Linked DNA regions of Oryctolagus cuniculus: region 1 is linked to region 2. Evidence: chromatin contacts called from public Hi-C data. All regions are on one chromosome and are shown on one strand. Each heading gives the region's core, a stretch centred on a gene start, on an enhancer-like site or on the middle of the called end of the contact. The rest is flanking DNA. Distances are from core to core; before and after follow the strand shown. Region 1 holds the start of PDS5B (PDS5 cohesin associated factor B). Region 2 has its middle 46 kb from the start of STARD13.

Region 1 (4,264 bases), core at 672-3,171, 1.2 Mb after region 2:
GAGGGGGAAGAAGCACTACTGTCCCATTTAAAAGACACCTTCAAAAAACACCCTAGCTGAGAAAAAATTTTTCAAACCATCAGAAAAAGGGGAAAAAGCTATTTCCGTTCTGTCTGAAGTGCATCTTTTCTATGTATTTGTAAGCAGAATGTTCTGGTTCAAGATGTATTTTTATAGTTAAGGTTTTGAGAACAGATCAATCAATACAAGAGGTCCCACGCTGTAAGTTTCACCCACACAGCCATCACCATAAATTTTAATTGAGTTTTTTGCTATCAACATGAGAAGCAAGATTAACTGTTCCACAAACTGAACTGTACACACCACAGGAATAACTCGATTCATTGTCCCTAAAAATGCTAACAGCTGATTATGCGCACTGCATAGGTAAGTGTTCTTTCAAGCCCACACTTGCGTTCCTATTTCACTTGACCACCACCAGTTAACAGAGAAAACTGTTTTGTCTTGAAGCCTTATCCACGGGCAACCCAGAACAATGATTTCACTGCCATTCAGGTTTTAAATACTTAGGACTGACTGAACAGCTCGCCCCCTGCACATAAACACACGCGTTTCTAGTGCTTATTGGGAAGGCAGTACGGGACTCCCCACCTCTCTCAAGACCCCAGACCAACCTCCCGAATCCCAGGCTACAAGCAAAAGTTTCCGAAAACTGTTCAACCAACGGGGACACTAGCGCCCATCCATCCCTTCCTAAGAAGGGCGTGAGCCCAGCGGTCCTGGCAGAGTGGGGCGCCGGAGGCCCCCGGAGCCCGAGCCCACAGCGCCCGCGGCCAGCGGCAGCCCGAGGGGCCGCGGACCAGGGCAGGGGCCGCGCTTCGGCGTGCAAACTCGCTCCCGCGGGTTAACAGTCGAGCCGCCGAGAGCAGCCTGGAAACCCACAGCAGCGGCTTTCTCTCCGGACCCAAAACTTTTCAAGTGTCGACAAAATAACAGTGCAAAAAAAAAAACGGGGGGGGGGGGTAGCTGTTCACGACCGCACACCCACTGGGCGGCCGGTCCTGCCGAAGCCAAAGCCGCCGCCGGGGAGGAGTCACTTCACGCCCGCGCTCCGCTCTTCCTCAATTGGGTCCTCGGGCTGCCCAGCACCAGCTCCGAGCGGCGCGGGGAAGCGCGCTTTCTCCGCCGGCGGCGGCCGGGTCCCACCGTGCGAAAATGTCACTCTCCCGAGCCCGCCGCCCCGGCCCCGCGGCCAGGCCGGGCGGCGCGCGGGGACCCGCCGAGAGCTCCGAGGGCGCCCCCCGGGGCCCCGCGCCGCCCGGAAGGGGGAAAAACCCGCCCGCGGGAGGATTCAACAGGAGCACCGCGCCGCCCGCCTGCCGCCCGGGAAACAGCCGCGGGCCGCCGGGGCGCGGGGGGAGGGGCGGCGGGCGCGCCGCGGGGGCTGCCCCGGGACCCCCGCCCCGCGCGCAAGGTCACTGCCCGCCGCCACCGCGGGCGCCCCGGCTCGGACCACGGCGGCAAGTTTAATTTCCAGCGGCTGCGGCTAGAGCCCGCGGCGTGCAGGAGCGCGCGCCGACCGCCGGCCCTCCCCGCCCCCACCCGCAGCCGGGCCCGCGCCCCCCAGACCCCCGGCCGCCGCCAGGCAGCCGGCCGCTGCAGCCCCCGACGCCCCGGAGGCTCGGCTCGGCTGGCAGGCGGGCGGGCGCCGCTCCAGCCCCGCCGCACACCACCCCACACACACAGCCGTGGTGGCGGCCGCTGAAAAATGGAGCGCGGCGAGCACAGAGGAGGGACATTTTTCTTTCCGTTAACTGAATTGTTGCCTACCTCCGGGTGCCCGACTCGCTACTCCTCTCACTCCGCTGCTCTCCGGGATCCGCCGCCGCCGCCGCATCCAATCGCCTCCTCCCCCCCCTCCCCTTCCGCAGCCAGCCCGGCCGTTCCTCCTCCTCTCCGCTTCAAAATGGCGCCAAGCGCTCTTCGGAGGCTGCTCCAATCGAACCGCCGCGGACAGCACCCGGGGGCAGGCAGAGCGCGGCGTGGGTGCGCAGCGCCCCCTGCCGACCGCATGGCCCTGCGCGCGCTCGTCCGCCCGCTGGGATCCCCGGGGCCCCGCCCCGTCCGCGCGCACGCGCAGGCCCCTCCTCCGCCCCGCCCGATGAGCGCGCGCGCAGCCGCAGAAGCACGTCGCCGCGGGGGCCGAGTGTGTGATGGGCCGCTGTCGGTACCCAGTCAGCCTCTGCGGAGAACGGTGGTCGCGGTTCTGTATCCCTAACTTTTTGGGTAAAGGTTGGGCGGTTTTTAAAACGCTGACGTCCCGCCCCGATGTTGTGCTATGTTAGCAAAATTGGTGTTATTAACTACTTCGCTCCTTCCCAGATAACGCTGGCCCGGATACTCTGAGTGAGCCACAGGTCTTTTTTTTTTTTTTTTTTCTGGCATTCCCTGTTGGGTCTTTGCTAAATTCCACCGCTTTGAGATTTGGAGACGCTGTTTAAGGGGCAGCAGAAGCTGGGGGGGGGGGGGGGGGGACGCACATAGTAATCCAACCTGTGACTGAGCATCCCGTTGCTTCGCGTTGTCGAACCTGAACTTTTGGAAGGAAACGGGGTCGCAGGGCCGCGAGGGGGACAGCAACAGGTGGACGTCTGCCGCCTGCACCTCCCGCGGGGGCGGCGCTGGGTCGGCCGCCGCGGGATGCGCGGGCTGTGCCGCTCACCGCGCCGATCGCCGGCGTGCGGGCCCCTCCAGGAGCTGGAGAACGGGCTTCTTCGCTTTTCTGCTTTGGCTTCTGGTATCACCATCCCTGCTGCGGGCCCGTCTCCCCTGGCATGGTGTATTTCGTTACTCCAGATTTGTTCCAGAGAAAATCTTTTTTCAGTGATGAAGACACGTGAAGTGCGCTATGGATTGCAATAGGGTATTTATCAATGGAAGCAAAAGTAATGCTGACACACAAACTACTATCATGGAGGTGGGAAAGATGGTATAAGATGCCGTCATCTGCAGCCAGGGAGCCTGTGGGTGCTGAGCCCGATTCGTTGGGCTTTCAGGAGGTTTCCCCAGACGATGCTGCTAAAGTCCCCTCCATGATCACTAGACCTGAGTTACTGTAATCCACTGAGATGCTGCCATTGAATAGACACAAGGCTTCTACCCATCTTACACATTTGACTTAAATCTGCTGTGAGTTCTTTCCGACCTCTTTTTAAAACCATCTCAGGAATTTCCCTACTTTATATCACTGTTAACAGCAACAAAAATCTTGCCCGGCCAGAGAGATCTAGAAAAAAATTATAACTCTTTGATGGTTGCTATCTTTCTTTCTTTGCCCTCTTCAATTCTCAAACCTCCAAACACAGAACACAGGAAAGTTTAAGGGGTTGACACTGTGGCACAGTGGGGTTACCTGCCATCTGCAGTGCCTGTATCCCATATGGGCACTGGTTGGGGTCCCTGCTGCTCCATTTCCAATCCAGTTCGATACTAATGCAGTTGGGAAAGCAGGGAAAGATGTCCCAAGTCCCTGGGCCCCTGCCACACATATGGAAGACATAGAAGAAGTGCCTAGCCTAGCTCCTGGCTTAGGCCTGCTGCAGCCCAGGCTATTGGGGCCATTTGGGAAGTGAATCAGTAGATGGAAGATCTCTTTCTATGTCTCCTCTCTCTCTCTCTCTCTCTCTCTCTCTCTCTCTCTGTAACTCCGTCTTTGAAATAAATAAATCGTTTTTTTTTTTTAAAGAAAAGTTCAAAAGAAAAGCAGAAGGAGGGCCAGACTTCTTGCATGAGTTTTTCACTGTTCTTATCCCAGCAGGCACCCAGCAGATATTTTCATTGAGTGTGTGAATTGTTTAAGAATGATGTGCTCTATCTCGTGTGTGGCAGTGAGTCCTGAGATGGCTAAAGGTGTTACATCAGCTCTGTGAGCAGTTTTGCCCGTTTCAGCATGAACCCTGTTAGACAATGGTGTGTCATGAGTGACAGTGGTGAAACCCAGAATACATATTTTTTTTAAGATTTATTTATTTATTAGAAAGTCAGAGTTACACAGAGAGAGGAGAGGCGGGGGCGAGGTGGGGGGTCTTCCATCTGCTGGTTCACTCCCCAGCTGGCCGCAACAGTCAGAGCTGCACCAATCTGAAGCCAGGAGTAGGAGCTTCTTCTGGGTCTCCCATGTGGGTGCAGGGGCCCAAGGACTTGGGCCGTCTTCTACTGCTTCCCAGGCCACAGCAGAGAGCTGGATCAGAAGTGAAGCAGCCTGGACTTGAACCGGCACCCATATAGGATGCTGGCACTGCAG
Region 2 (4,396 bases), core at 1,632-4,131:
AGCCAGGAGCCAGGAGCTTCTTCCAGGTCTCCTGAATGGGTGAAGGGACCCACGGACTTGGGCCATGTTCTACTGCTTTCCTAGGCTGTAGCAGAGAGCTGGATGGAAGAGGAGCAGCTGGGACTAGAACCGGCGCCCATATGGGATGACGGTGCTTCAGGCCAGGGCTTTAACCTACTGCGCCACAGCACTGCCCCCCCCCAAATATTTTGCATCAAAATAAACATATCTTTTAGTTTTACTTTTATGAACTCTTTGAAGTAACTTTGTATACAGGGGTGGGTATTGTTAGGAAAAGAGTCACAGATTGGTGTATCGCAGATTGCCCATGAGAGTATTTCGGGCATGGAAAGCCATGACACTCTGGAAAAAAAAAAAAAAGAAGAAGAAGAAGACCTAAATGAAAGATCTCTGCAAGTGAGATCCCAGTAGAAAGAACGGGCCATCAACAAAGGAGGTACCTTTCTCTGAAGGGAGGAGTGAACTTCCACTTTGACTATGACCCTGTCGGAATAAGATCGAAGTCGGTGAACTCAAAAGGCTTCCATAGCCTTGGCAACTCATGACTAGAGCCTAGGGAGATTACTGACGCCATAAACAAGAGTGTCAAATTGTTAAGTCAACAACAGGAGTCACTGTGTACTTACTCCTCATGTGGGATCTGTCCTTAATGTGTTGTCCAATGTGAAGTAATGCTATAACTAGTACTGAAACAGTATTTTACACTATGTGTTTCTGTGTGGGTGCAAACTGATGAAATCTTTACTTAATATATACTAAATCGATCTTCTGTCTATAAAGATAATTGAAAATGAATCTTGATGTGAATGGAATGGGAGAGGGAGCAGGAGATGGGAGGGGTGTGAGTGGGACGGAAATTATGGGGGGGGGGAAGCCATTGTAATCTATAAACTGTACTTTGGAAATTTATTTTACTAAATAAAAAATAAAAATAAAAAAGTTATTATCTTAGCACAGTAACTTGAAATTGTAGATGGGGTAAACAATAGCAGACACACTTGGAAGACTACACTCTCCTTTTACAACTAAAAGTAACAATAATGAGGCTTCTAACAGACTTTCTGGGTAAAACTTTCTGCACGGTCAATCCCAACAGGGTCCTGAATACAGGTGGTTTGCTATTTTCTAGTCCTACAATGAGGTGTAGGTTTTAAGGTCCCTGACTCAATTTTCCAGGTGGTTTCAGAGACAAAGAATTGCTAATTTGTTATACTAATCTTGACATTTCAAATTTTAATTGGAAACAGTCTTTTTAAATTAGTCATATTCTCATTGGGGGGAAAACTCTGACAAGTGGTAAATTTGGTTAGATTGTATTTTGATTTTTTGGCTTATAAAATATGGTTCTTCAGCCCCAATGATAGTCATCTATTAAATTCTCAGCTCACCCCATAGTGAAGATGAAAAAGTATATATATGAGGGTGCTTCAAACAGCTCATAGAAAATTGAATTAATAGATAAGTTTATTTTGGTACAAATTTGAAATCCATAAATAATATGCATTTCCATGAATGTTTTGAAGACTGCCCTCATATGAATCTACAGCTCTGCTTGGAGAAAACAAATATTTTAACCAGGCTCACATAGAACTGCCAGAGGTTTTATTTAAAAAAAAACTTTAATAGGCAAATACATGGTTCAAAAGCTACCTTTCTGAATACAAAAGAATTTTCAGAAAAAAAATGCTCAATCATAATAGCATCAACATTTTGTAATGAGAATTTGATGCTAACCTTTCTCCTGTGATATTTAGTAAAGCCTTGTGCTTACCCAAGTTTTATCAATGTTTATTTCTGTGCTTCCATTTTCCAGCCACATTTGATATTGTAAAAATTATATAGTTTGATAGGAGATAATTGTTGACTGATAGTGAACCGATGGTTTTTTTTAAGAAGTGGTAGTGGCTGCTGACACAACCAGCCCTCCCTCTCCACAACTTCTTCATTTATAGGTTCGAACAATGCAGACTGAAAATATTCAGAAAAAGAAAGATTGCTCCTGGGCTATGTAGAGATCTCTCTTTTTCTAGACACTATTTCCTAAACACAACATAACACTATTTACAAAGCATTTACCTTGTGTTATTACATATAATCTGGAAATGATTTAAAATATACAGGAGTTATAGTTTCTATGCAAATGAGGGACTTGAGCATCCTTAGATTTTGGTACCCACAGAAAGTCCCAGCACCAATTGCCCATGGACACCACAGGATGACTGTAGTTTTTCCAGGGGAAGGAATTTGAGGCCTAGTCCTACACCCTAAACCACCTTTCTGCCAAGCTTTTGTCCTGCTGAAGAAGAAAATTCTCCTAGAAGCAAAACACAAGGTGGTGCTGTTGTATTTATGGTAAACTAGGTGGCAGCCTGGCCATTTCAGCTATCTGTAGGTTTCATCTGAAAGTGTTAAATATGTGCCAAAGGCAGGAAGGAACAGGCTTTGCATATATGAATGTTCTCAGTGTAGCCATCCTTTCAGATAAGGAGCGCTAAGCAGAACCAAGGAGGAGGAAAGTCAATTTCTTCCTTACCTGGAAGGCTTGAGGGGAAACCTTCTTAACAAAGGAAAGTGAAAGTCTCTAGAAAGGGGTTTCTTTTGTTGTTAAATCCTAGGAACTTGGGAAGTTCAGGATAGAAGAGATACAAAGGAATCACCTGGCCTATTTCCCTATCTGCAGACTGGTTTTAATTTATAAATTGTAAGTCAGCCAAGCCTTTCTCTTGGTTATCAGGTTTTCCAAGAAAGGCAATAACAACTACTCCAAGACAAATCAACAGTCTTCTTACTCTGAATGCGAGAGGAATAGAAAAGCTTTGGTCAGCTCCCGGGGCCCAGTGAGAAGTTTGAAGGGAGTAGAGCCCAGGGCGCTGAATTCTCCTCCTTCGTCTGCTTGGCTGGGACCAGATAGGACCCAGACTGCACATCTGCCCAGCAAGACTTGGGATTAATATCAGTGGTGTCCTCCTGGGATCGGATCACAAAACCACCTGGGAAGCTTTTAGAAAATACAGATTCCAGGGCCTCCTTCATAAATTTATTGAGTTAGAAAATTCTGGACAGGGCCTGGAAATGGTGTTAATAAAAATTCAAATGAGTATTTTCTCCGGAAAACTTTTTCCCTAACTGATGATATGAAAATGAGGTATGAATTTGTAGGCAATCAGCCCAGCAACAGATCTAAGAACTGGTGCGTAGGTACTACCAGATTAGCAAGCTCTCAAATTCCATCTGCATCCTTAGCACAAAGAAAGTGAAAAAATGAAAGTGAATTCTCGGGGCCAGCGCTGTGGCATAGCAGGTAAAGCCGCCGCCTGCAGTGCCGGCGTCCCATGGGGTGCCGATTCGAGACCTGGCTGCTCCACTTCCGATCCAGCTCTCTGCTATGGCCTGGGAAAGCAGTGGAAGATGGCTCAAGTCCTTGGGCCCCTGCACCCACTTGGGAGACCCGGAAGAAGCTCCTGGCTTCGGATTGGCGCAGCTCTGGCCGATGTGGCTCTCTGGGGGAAGTGAACCAGTGGATGGAAGACCTTTCTCTCTCTCTCTTTCTCTCTCTGTATAATTCTGACTTTCAAGTAAATAAATACATCTTTTAAAAAAATGAAAGTGAATTATCCTGGGTTAATATTTATTTATTTTTATTTGAAAGACACAATTACAGATAGAGGGAGGGAAAGAGAGAGAGAGAGAGAGGGAGAGCACTTTCATCCTCTGGCTCACTCCCCAAAAGGCCACAATGGTTGGGGCTGGGCCAAGCCAAAGCCAGGAGCCAGGAGCTTCTGAGTCTTCCACATGGGTGCAGGGGCCCAAGTACTTGGGCCATCTTCTGCCACTTTCCCAGGCACATTAGCAGGGAGCTGAACTGGAAGTGAAGCAGCCAGGACTCAAACTAGCAGCACTCCAATAACGGATGTCAATGTTGCAACTGGCAGCCTAACCCACTGTGCTATACCAGTCCCTATTGAATTATATTTCCAACACTTTGAGAAATCTGAAAGGATCTATAATCAAACATTGTCTACACTTTCCGAGCCCCTGAAATTAAGAAGTCCAGAACCATCATTGTAGTAAATATAAATATATATACATATTAGTAACAGTAATAATAGTAATTATATCCAGTCTGATGCCTATATACTGTTTTACTTTTCTTTAACTCTATGAATTGATTGGCAGTTGTGAAAATAGTGTTTTGGCCATTTCAGTTTTTATTCTTATAAAACTGGAAAAGTTAAACTACTTAAATACTTTGTATATAAGTAAGTCAGTCACACATTGACAAATTAAATTGTACAGAAATTCTTGACAAAAAAGCCTGTACATGATAATTTCTGGCTCTTAGACTATTTGGTAACAATGCAATTCAGCTCAGTCA

What was found. A called contact is a pair of places that touch in the nucleus more often than the background predicts.
Region 1: a Hi-C map of an unstated tissue shows a contact between it and region 2, with 9 times the contacts expected there. The contact joins the promoter of PDS5B here to the enhancer-like site in region 2. A contact is called at or near these places in 2 of 6 Hi-C or Micro-C datasets (skin fibroblasts and an unstated tissue).

What each region holds. Positions count from the first base shown.
Region 1 is chr9:81,720,681-81,724,944 of mOryCun1.1, forward strand. It overlaps PDS5B (PDS5 cohesin associated factor B), which reads right to left and starts at 1,922. Exons shown (of 34, transcript XM_051831824.2): 1 at 1,792-1,922.
Region 2 is chr9:80,504,555-80,508,950 of mOryCun1.1, forward strand. No RefSeq gene overlaps it. Among named protein-coding and RNA genes, the nearest start is that of STARD13, 46 kb to the right of the region's middle. Within about 2 kb of position 2,882, at least 1 of the 8 cell types and tissues checked has an H3K27ac peak or open chromatin away from gene starts, as enhancers often do.